3 separate regions of the Mus musculus genome follow, and all the other regions are linked to region 2. Evidence: chromatin contacts called from public promoter capture Hi-C data. All regions are on one chromosome and are shown on one strand. The core of a region is the stretch at or near the end of the contact, and the rest is flanking DNA. Distances in the headings are between cores, read along the strand shown. Region 1 overlaps Sorbs2 (sorbin and SH3 domain containing 2). Region 2 holds the start of Sorbs2 (sorbin and SH3 domain containing 2). Region 3 holds the start of Ankrd37 (ankyrin repeat domain 37).

Region 1 (3,619 bases), core at 166-2,665, 290 kb after region 2:
CTGGTGAGTTAGAGTGCTGCAACGCTTACAGACAACATTTGGACGTCCCCGGGGACTCGCAAAGGGCCATCACTTTCAAGAATGGCTGGCAAATGGCCCGGCAAAATGCAGAGATCTGGAGTAGCACTGAAGAGACCGTTTCCCCCAAAATCAAATCACGTAGCTGCGATGATCTCCTGAATGACGACTGCGACAGCTTCCCAGACCCTAAAACCAAGTCAGAGAGTATGGGTTCTCTGTTATGTGAAGAAGACTCCAAAGAGAGCTGCCCCATGACATGGGCGTCCCCCTACATCCAGGAAGTGTGCGGGAACAGCAGATCTAGGCTCAAACACAGGTCAGCCCATAATGCCCCAGGCTTCCTCAAAATGTACAAGAAAATGCATCGCATCAACCGCAAGGACTTGATGAATTCAGAGGTCATTTGCTCGGTGAAATCCAGGATCCTGCAGTACGAGAAGGAGCAACAGCACAGGGGGCTGCTGCACGGATGGAGCCAGTCTTCCACCGAGGAGGTGCCCAGGGACGTGGTGCCCACTCGCATTTCGGAATTTGAAAAGCTGATTCAGAAGTCGAAGTCTATGCCCAATCTAGGAGATGAAATGTTATCTCCTATAACCCTAGAACCCCCACAAAATGGTTTGTGTCCCAAGAGGCGATTTTCTATCGAGTCTCTGCTGGAGGAAGAAACTCAGGTTCGTCACCCTTCTCAGGGTCAGCGAAGCTGCAAGTCTAACACCCTGGTGCCCATCCACATCGAGGTCACCAGCGACGAGCAACCTAGAACACACATGGAGTTTTCCGACAGTGACCAAGATGGGGTTGTGTCCGACCACAGCGACTACGTTCACGTCGAAGGGTCGTCCTTTTGTAGTGAAAGTGACTTTGACCACTTTTCATTCACATCCTCTGAAAGCTTCTACGGATCGAGCCATCACCACCACCATCACCATCACCATCACCGACACCTCATCAGCTCCTGCAAAGGCCGATGCCCGGCTTCTTACACTCGATTTACCACAATGCTAAAACATGAAAGAGCTAAGCATGAAAACATGGACCGACCCAGAAGGCAAGAAATGGATCCTGGCCTGTCTAAGCTTGCATTTCTAGTCAGCCCTGTGCCTTTCCGAAGGAAAAAAATCCTGACTCCCCAAAAACAGACTGAAAAGGCAAAATGCAAAGCCTCAGTAGTTGAAGCTCTGGACTCTGCCCTGAAAGACATTTGCGACCAAATAAAAGCCGAAAAGCGGAGGGGAAGCTTGCCAGACAACAGCATCCTGCACAGGCTTATCAGTGAACTGCTGCCACAGATTCCTGAAAGGAATTCATCTCTTCATGCTCTCAAAAGGAGCCCCATGCACCAGCCTTTCCACCCACTGCCTCCAGATGGTGCTAGTCATTGTCCCCTGTACCAAAATGATTGTGGGAGAATGCCTCACAGTGCCTCTTTCCCTGACGTGGACACAACCAGCAACTACCACGCACAGGACTATGGGAGTGCACTGAGCCTCCAAGGTGGATGCTCTTTCCTTTCTTTGTCTCACGTGGCACAGATCCCATCCTTTCTCGTATTCGTTTTTTTCCCATCCTGCATCTCATCACTCTTGAGCCGTGAGACCACGTGACGTCATTATGTGTTGCCAAGGAAAGAGCTGTGTGGTGCGGCGTGTTTGACTACGTAGTTCTCATTTGCCTGTGTGCTATTTGACATTCATGTGTTGGCTGAAAGTACTCATCAATTCACAAACATTTACTCACTTAAAACTAAAAGAAAACGCAAATTTGTCACTTAATAAAAACAAGTCGGATGTTGTTTAAAAAAAAAAAAAAGAAAGAAAGAAAAAGAAAAGAAATGATAAATCTCCACATTCTTAAAGGCTATATTTACTTATACTAATGCTATACAGCATGCTTCACAAACAGTAGATCCAAATGTTTTTTAAAAAGCAGGCTATATAACTGGAAAGCTTCAAATCAAGACATTGATTCAAATCCAGAAACCAATTTTCTAGCAAAATAACCCATTTTCTTTGGCTATCTAATATCCTAAAATAATCACCTCTCAAATTCAAAAGGCTAAATCAAGACAAAAACTATAATTCAATATATGTATCCCTAAGATATATTTAGATTCATTATGAACCAAAGCCAGTGGTTTCATGGACTTTTCTTAGATTTTTATATTAACCTTAGAACACTATACTTATTCACGCAAAGAAGTTGGTCCCCACAAATTGTTTACTAACTCCCTCCATTTAAAGGGCACAATTTGAAAAATAAATAAAGGGCACAATTTGGATGGAATTTTGTAAATGTATCTTTTAGATATAGATATGACTTCTATCATTCAAGGATCTCATTTTCTTCTTTCTATTACTTGATATACACACTTGCTATTTCTGTTAGGATAAACTTGTACTGAAATGTGAATTGGATTATGCTAAACATGACTCTTGAATAAGTCCATTTCACAGTTAACACAAATGTTAGAAGGCAAATGACAGTTCTAACCAGAGGTATTTACTGAAGTTAACATAACTTTATAACAGCATGCTTTGGTGCTTTTAGCTACTTCCCAAGTGAATCTGTGTAGGACAGACATGTCATGAGGCTGGAGTAAATATTCCAGACTTGGGAGTGGGCTGTCAGTAGCGAGGCTTTAGACACTAGCTCTGCAGAGAGCTTTAGCTAGATGCATTGTCCAACTGAAACCAACATGAGTCAATGGATTTGTATTATTATAAATGCATTTGTATTATTATAATATAATATTATTATATTGAGAAATTGAAGGACAAAGAGGATAAAGTTTCTCAATATAACACAGATTACAGTAACAGCAAGAGAAGTCAAAGCCCTGTTAACTAAAAATATACAGCATAAAATATAATTTCTAATGGCAAAAAACCACAAAATTGTTACTAACGACTGGACAATTTTACTTATTGGTATTTACCTTCACTTTAATTTGTACTGTACAACATGCTGGAAAACAATAAATTAGAATAAAAGGGGATGAGGTGATGGCTCAGTAGTTAACAGTCATTGCTTATCTACCAGAGGACCCGGGTTCAGTTCCCAGTGTGCACATGGCAACTCACAATGGTCCATATCTCCAAACCCAGGGAAAGACTGCCATCAAAGACACTGCACACACATGGTGCACAGACATACATGCAGGCAAAAACCCATACACAAAAATAATGTCATATAAAAAGGATAGAACAGATAGAATAATGATTTAATAATATTAATAGTATACTTTTTAATTTACTTGATAAATAAAATAAATTTCGAATTCAAAAACTTAGATAGACACTTTCTATTTAAACTGAAACAAGTTGTAATCCAATTTTTTAACTACCTTCTTCAGTTTTCTGATACCCTGATATATAGTATATAGTACATTATCAAAACATGAGTTTAAATCACTTAAAAATATACTATATACACAAATAAAAATTATCTTGATGGTTTGTAGTATTCAACATATTTATATTTGTTAGAGTGAGTAAATATTTTCCTAAACTTTGACCCAGTTACACAGGTAAAATTCTATGATGATGCTGGATACTTTTATACCTTTAGTATCATCCTGCATGCAAATCACACAACT
Region 2 (3,450 bases), core at 73-2,572:
TGCTGGCCCCAAATGTGGACCTTCAGCCGCCTGCCTCTTGGAGGCTGGTATAACAGGGCTCTGCTGCCACACCTGAGCTTCATTTACTGTAATGTGGCCCCACCTTCGTCCCTCTGTCCACAGCTCAAATGTGCCTTGAGTCAAGGCTTACGGGGAGGAGGAGCACTGGTAGCTGTAAATGTGTAAATATCATTGCTTCTTGATTGCCCTTTGCTGGTTGAAGATGGAGTGTAATCTTAATCTTCTAACCACCTGACTATCTGCTTCCTGCTTTTCTAAATGTGGTTACTATTTTTCTCGTGATTTTTGACCTTGTAAATAAAGGTTTTCAAAGTCAAAACTTTGTGATCAGTTTGGTGATGTTTTGAAAGAGAAAATTTTAAATGTGTGTGGCCAATTCACTATCTTCATTCTAAAGCCTTTTATGTGATGTGTGTGTTCATTTATATATATATATGCATGTTTATGTAACACACATATATAACATAGGTATATCATATATACACATATGTGTATCTATATATAATATATAGTATAAATATGTAATATATATAAATTTACATATAGATTATTATGTTTAAATACCTGAAGCTCTTGACCAATTCATACCCAGTATATGTAAGGCTGTCAAAGGTATACTTTTTGGTTCTTTTCTTGGGTTTAGTAGTTTCAGAAAGTAAAGTTGGTTTTTTGGTTACATTTTTTTCTAGATACCTTGATAAAGGCTTAAGTTCTTTTATCGTAGATTTTTATGTTTTTTTATATCAGTACTTTGTAAAATAAATGATATTGTAAAGACCTTTCATGTAAGCGATTCATAACACATTCTTGAGATGACTTCTGTGCGGTTATCCAACTGCATCTCCTGGCATTTTTAATAACCTTCTTAATATTTCCTGTCATCCCCATCTGTTCGGATTTAAGGTTGATTATCCAGACAAGCTGTGCTACTAAGAGCCACCTGATCACTTCAGTGCATGCCATGCAGGTGTTAGCCTCGTGACGTTTTCAGGGAGGAAACATAAAACCGCCCCTGCTACATTATACTCACATCTCCCAGGTAGGTAGATTACCCAGAACACTGGGAAATTAAGCGTAGACACAATTATAGAGAATCACATCACTGGTCCTTTAAACTCGCTCAACTTAACCTGGCACAGATTCCCTAATGGGCAATTCTCTGACTGTATCCCTAGGGGAAATATTGAGCGTAGGCAAAGGTTAAGGCAGAGGAGTGCGCTGAGACGAAGAGGCAGCCAATCAGATGAAGAGGGTCTAAAGATCCAACGCCTGCAGGCGAGCAGCACCAAACCCAGCTGCTTAGCCTCCTTCAGTTGCGGATGAACAACGCATAGACGTTTGTTGCAAAGGCTTCTTAGCCAGCGAGCAGCACCCCCGTATCTAAGAAGAGAGGGATAGATGCCCAAGCAACTCATTCTGCATAGCAGCTGCCACGACAACCCTCCTTGTGCTGGAATGTGCTCACTTGAAGGTACTGGTTCTTTTACATTAAGCCCCTATGATTTTAAAGAAAGAAGCAGAGAAGGCTGGTGCTGGGGAGACTTTCTGCTTTCTAGTAATGCTTTGTTCCTTCCTTCTCTGGCTAATCCCTGCTTTAAAATGCTTAACCTCTGGCTGAGGCTATGCTAGGCACGATAAAAGGGACACTTTCCATTGCCTAAGCGGACTGCACAGCCCCTTTATTAGGACAGCCTCTTTGTTAATGTTGCTATTGTTCTCAAGGTAAGCTGGTTAATAACGCTGCCTTCAACCCTCGCATCCTGCTACATTCATAACTAAGAATACAGGACAGGAAGGATGAGACTCCGTGTCTTCAAGGTTGTTGCAATTTCTCTAATTATCTACCAGTCTGAGAGACAAAAAGCTCCAAACAACAGCTGATCAAACGTAGAGAAAGAATTTGGCTCATAATTGGATTCCTCTGTGCTTAGGATGCAATGCGAGGTTTATTTAAAAAAAAAAAAAGGCATACACACATACACACACACACCCCACCACCACCACCACTAGCAACAACAATAACAACAAAACACTTTTCAATCCCGCTTAATAATTAAGATGCCTTAATTATCATCTATTACTGAGAGTTAGTGCAACCATTTAAAAGTCAGCAGCATGTGAGGGGGCCCTTGTTTTAGTTGCCAAGGTAATTGGAAGGATAATTCAATATGCTCCAGAGTAACAAAAGACCCCTGAGAAACATGCATTAGATGAGGCACGGAGTTGCTTCATGGGGTGTTTATTTCTCTGAGTGTGTCCTCTTTTTTTTGTCTCTTGTCCCATCAGTATGTTAGCAGAAATAGGTAACACGGGGACTTGCAGGGTGTCTCCTGTACTTACACGTGCATGGCTATTTATCTTATATGTTACATAGGACATAATGGATGCCTAGGATGTGAAATTGTGGATTGAATGGAAGCTCTCACTGGTTAAGCTCTGTGATAGCCTCTGTGGGACATCTGAAGTCATGTATCAGCCGGTTGTGAATGGTGGCCCGAGAGAGAATAGGATCTGTGTTTGCAGAGAATGGGCACAGATGCCTGGCATGCTATGCTGCTTTTGGAGTTGTCTCTAAAAGAGCATGGCACACGGAAAATGTAGTCTTCATAGCAAATGGACAGGGCTGACCTTTTTTGGAGAAGCGATAACATCTTTGTAGAGTTAATTTTTAAAGGTCTTTTCTTTTTTTAGATGTTAAAGCATTGGTAGAGTTTCTGAATTTCCAAACCCAGTGGTATTTTATTACTTTTTATTCCTTTTTCACATGTATTCGCTTTATACGTTTTATTCATTCAGTTATTCACTACTGTCTGTGGAACTAAGTATACTTAACTGTGTAAAGTTATCAGTTGCATTACTATGACAGTCTTTGGCATTTTGGGTTACCCTATTCAAATGTGAATGATTCTACTTACCAAGTGTGACAATCAAGTCAAGCTAGTATTTAGCGCTAACATTCTTCTTATAAAAATCATTGCTTAATAATCAATAGTCATATGACTAGTGATAGAACTGTACAGATTTAAACTCTTAATTTGTAATATTAAAAATAAGCTGTAAAGTAAAATAAGATTATTTTTCCTATGTGGGAAAATATTATTTCTTACTACCTTTAAAGGGCATTGCTTTTGAGAAGGCAAAGTAAAGAATTAACTGGCTGCCCACAAGGAGTCCACTAACAACTTTGATGAATGGCAAGGGGACCTGGCATCTGGTAGCACATGGGATCCCAGGAGGTCAGCATCCCGAACTTGGCTCTGAGTAATGCTGTACGTGGGATGATGGCATAAGTCTGTTTTTGCTAATGGAAAAGAAAAGCAGGAAGTGATCCTAGAGAGATAAAGGAACAAGGCATCCTAAGAGGCATTCAAAGAGAAAAAACTTGAGGTATAGCCTTGACAACCGAAAGTCCCACTTCCTGGTTAACCT
Region 3 (3,518 bases), core at 869-3,368, 490 kb after region 2:
ATTTAATCATTGTTAGAAACCTGGCACATTCTGGAAAGCCATATGACCAAGCAAGATCTTCAGCTGTCTGCCCATTCTTATTGCATACGCTGAAATTAGACAAAAATTGAGTTAAGTGAAAATTATTGTTTATTATTTTTCTAGTAGAGGAAATTGGAATACATATCAACACAGGGAACAGGATAAAAGAGGTCTCACACTCTCGAGAACATACATACACATCACACCGGAATTGGGCCAAAGAAAGATCAAGGAAATTAAATTCTGTTCACTGTATGCTCAGTGACTAGCACACCGCATATCATGGACAGTCTATCGTATTTTTATTCCATTATCATATTTCACTATTGAAAGAATCTAACTACAAGAATATTTGGTGTTCAAATTCACTGTATTTAACTATATGGTTCAGTAGATAGCCAGTGAGAACTTCTATAGGAAAAGTCTTCCTGAGCCAAAACTGTAGTAGAATGCCATGAAGACTTGCACCTCTGGATGCCGAACATCTGTTTCCACTTACTCTATTTGATAATATTCAATTCCTGGAAGGATAACATTATATTACCAGTTAGGCGAGTATTATTTTTAAGATCATATATAATTAGGAGTATGGTTAATTTAATCCAAGAAACCACAAAGCCTCAGACCACTGATTTCAGACTCACCCAATCTGGACATCACTGGCCACAAGGAGGCTCAGGCAGTCCAGGCTTCCAACCTTTGCTGCCTTGTGGAGTGGAGTTTCTCCCAAGACATCCTGTAAGACAAGACTGCACATTAGGGTCTCCCTAACATTCTGTAGAAGCCAGTGGGCAAAGTAATACCAGCTATTTGAGGGAGCCAGTGAAAACTACCTTGTAACAACTGGATTATTCCACTAATTGTATTTTTCATGAAGTTCTCTTGCTGTGCTAATACAAAGTTTCCATTAATAAAAACATGCCATCATATTTGCACACATTAAAAAATTAAGGGAATGCCAGCACACTATAGAGTTCTATAGAAGCCAAAGGTTTACAATTAAAAACTTCGTCACACTCTAATGAAGATGAAGACTACTGGAAGAATTGATGGTGGGCATGTTTCCCACATACTATTTCCTGGTTGACTGGAACTTGGACAATAGCAAGTACTTTTAAAAGTACAGTAAATACATGCTATATATATATATTTGAAATGTGGTTCGACTTCACTGAGCTATGCCATAAAAGTAAAATACACACTGAATTGGGAACCGTGGTACAAGAGCAAAATAAAATACACATAAATCATTGCTGATATAATTACATACTGAAAGAGTATTTGGGATTAGATTATTAAAAGAAATCCCATGGCTTGTTTTTGTTTTATTAATGTGGATACTAAAAAGTTCCAAGTTACCATCTTGCAGTATGTATTTTTCTCCTGGAAATTCCTATATGCCTGTTTATACCAACTGAAACGGACATCTAGGAAATGTCCGTGCAGACACTGGGTGGAGGAGAGGGTTGTACATAGCAACAATCGGTTACCTAGTTACCTGTTGGTTGAGGTCAGCACCTGTTTGCAGCTGCCAGAGAAGAAAGCACGCAAGGCCGCCACCTGCAGCTAGGTGAGCAGGCGACTGCTCCTGGGGATCCGGAGGTGCGTTCACTGATGCTCCTGTCTCCAGCAAACTCTTAAGGTCATCCTCCTGCAGGAAAAGAACAGCTTGTCACTGTCCTGTCCCGCTCGAGCCCTCTGAGCTGAAAATCCACCCCTCCACGGAAAAAAAAAGAAAACAAGATCTGACAAGGTTTGACTTGGTAACCCAGCAGTTTGTCACTGTCACGTTTGTTAGAGCTCCTAAGACACACAGACCTCTGGGAGATCTAGCCTGCAGGACTTAAAGGGGCGAGAGTCTCACCTCCAAGTTGCAACTAAGCAACAGCATCGCCCACCTAAAGCAGATGACAAGTGTCCCCGGGAGTTCAGAGAGGCAACACTGGCCGGTAAGAATGCAAGGGACTGCCCCAGTTCGGGAGAATTTAAAGCTCTCGGGAACCTGCAGGGCCGCGGCTCCTCCCCGCCGCTCCCCAGCCTGGGAGCGTTCCCACGGCCTGGTTCTGCCCAGCGCGATGTCCCCAGCCCCGCTGCGGCCTCACGTACCCAAACACTGACATGTGCAGCCTGGAACCCCAAGCAAAAGAGGAGGGGGCGGAGCCTGCTGCGCGGCCTGCCAGCTGATTGGCCAGGCCGACCTCCCCCTGGGTCCGCCCTGTTGGGAGCGAAGCCCAGGCGGCCGCAGCACGCGTGCGCAGTGAAGGTGGTGGGCGAAGAGGGTGGAAGGCCTGGCCTTTGCGCTTTGGCGGCGGCCATGATGCGAGCCGAGCTAGGCACGTACTGCTGGGTGGAGTCAAGCCCTTTTAGCCCTCTGGAGAAGCCGCAATCGCCGGTGCATGGCTTTGTGACTGAGAGCACGCACGTAGCCCGGAAAAGAGGGAAGCAGAAGTAGCCCACACCCATCCACCCCCGCAGGCCCCGCGTCCTCCACCTCCAGCTTGGTCCGAAGGTGCTTCCTCCTGCCCCACGTCCTCCGCCGCCGCGCGCGCCGCAGGATGCTTTGGAAGGGGATGCAGCGGTGGGGCGTTAGAGGGCATGTCGATGAGACTGTGACGGAGGGTTTACCATAGGAGATGCTCTCCCAAACCCAGTGAATTACCTATCAGTCAGTGTTGCCTTTGTGAGCAAGGTGGCAATTCCTGTGAAATAAGCCACCCATTGTCACACGTCCCCTGAGGGTCCGAAACCCGTCCTGGTTCCGGCAATAGCTAGTAAATACAAGGAGTTTGCCAAGGGGATGGCCCTCACTCCGGTTATTAGGAATAATAAGAATACGGAAAGGAAAGAACAAAAGATTACCGTGAAGAAAGCAGCCAAGTGATTTAATGTTAGTGATGTGATCTGCTGACAGCATGAACCCCTGCGCTAGGACATGAGAAGGGCTTCATCAAAACCCAGAACCCAAATTAGAGCATCAGATAAGCCTGAGGAACAAAAGGACTCTTCCCAGGATACTACTACTCAAAGCCTTGAAGTCAGTAAAGTCTGAGAAGCAGACCAAAAGAAACAATAATTTAGGGTGAGATTTTAAAACAAACATGGCATTACTGGTAAAATTCATGACAATGTAATAACTGCAAAGTTTGAATTCCTTTTCATGAACCCTGTTGACTTCTGACTGTAGTTAAAGTTAATGGTAGCAGGTGAAACATAGAGGTAAGAAACTATTAACAGCTGGTTAGACATCAAATAACATGTAGAGTTTACTTGACACAGAAGACCGTGTCGCTTAAAATAGTCTATGTTGTGCTTCTTCCTGTAAATCTTAGCTCCTAAGGAAGTTTTATTTAAATATTTGGCTTCCCGTTTTAATGAGGATTCTTTTTCAATAGTTGTAACAGAAGATATCTGAACCAGTATGGTTTTAAAGAACAGCAAGTTTATCATAGTCACAGTTTTCCCAACAAGTCACAAAATTCTCACCCATTAATTTTCAC

The links. Promoter capture Hi-C pulls out the DNA fragments that hold promoters and counts their contacts.
Region 1: a promoter capture Hi-C map of hippocampal neurons shows a contact between it and region 2, with 7 times the contacts expected there. The contact joins the enhancer-like site here to the promoter of Sorbs2 in region 2. A contact is called at or near these places in 18 of 39 promoter capture datasets (the 3T3-L1 cell line, 3T3-L1-derived adipocytes, the C10 cell line and 10 more), 1 of 15 datasets of contacts at CTCF or cohesin (large pre-B cells), 1 of 484 Hi-C or Micro-C datasets (cerebral cortex), 6 of 115 datasets of contacts at active chromatin or transcription factors (embryonic basal ganglia, embryonic forebrain, embryonic limb bud and 3 more) and 3 of 9 other capture datasets (adipose tissue, liver and pancreatic islet).
Region 3: a contact with region 2 is called in a promoter capture Hi-C map of neural stem cells. The contact joins the promoter of Ankrd37 here to the promoter of Sorbs2 in region 2. A contact is called at or near these places in 11 of 39 promoter capture datasets (the 3T3-L1 cell line, cranial neural crest, embryonic stem cells and 6 more) and 1 of 115 datasets of contacts at active chromatin or transcription factors (neural tube).

The regions. Positions count from the first base shown.
Region 1 is chr8:45,795,041-45,798,659 of GRCm38.p6, forward strand. Sorbs2 (sorbin and SH3 domain containing 2) reads left to right here. Exons shown (of 24, transcript NM_001205219.1): 16 at 1-1,518. The region is part of intron 1 of Sorbs2os (sorbin and SH3 domain containing 2, opposite strand); the gene reads right to left. Among named protein-coding and RNA genes, the nearest start is that of Sorbs2os, 22 kb to the right of the region's middle. Within about 2 kb of position 1,416, at least 8 of the 459 cell types and tissues checked have an H3K27ac peak or open chromatin away from gene starts, as enhancers often do. A contact at or near this core is called in cerebral cortex, where this site is marked.
Region 2 is chr8:45,506,466-45,509,915 of GRCm38.p6, forward strand. Sorbs2 (sorbin and SH3 domain containing 2) reads left to right here and starts at 1,323. Exons shown (of 24, transcript NM_001205219.1): 1 at 1,323-1,492.
Region 3 is chr8:45,997,732-46,001,249 of GRCm38.p6, forward strand. It overlaps Ankrd37 (ankyrin repeat domain 37), which reads right to left and starts at 2,119. Exons shown (of 5, transcript NM_001039562.1): 1 at 1,886-2,119; 2 at 1,520-1,672; 3 at 666-757; 4 at 1-89. The coding sequence starts at 1,912.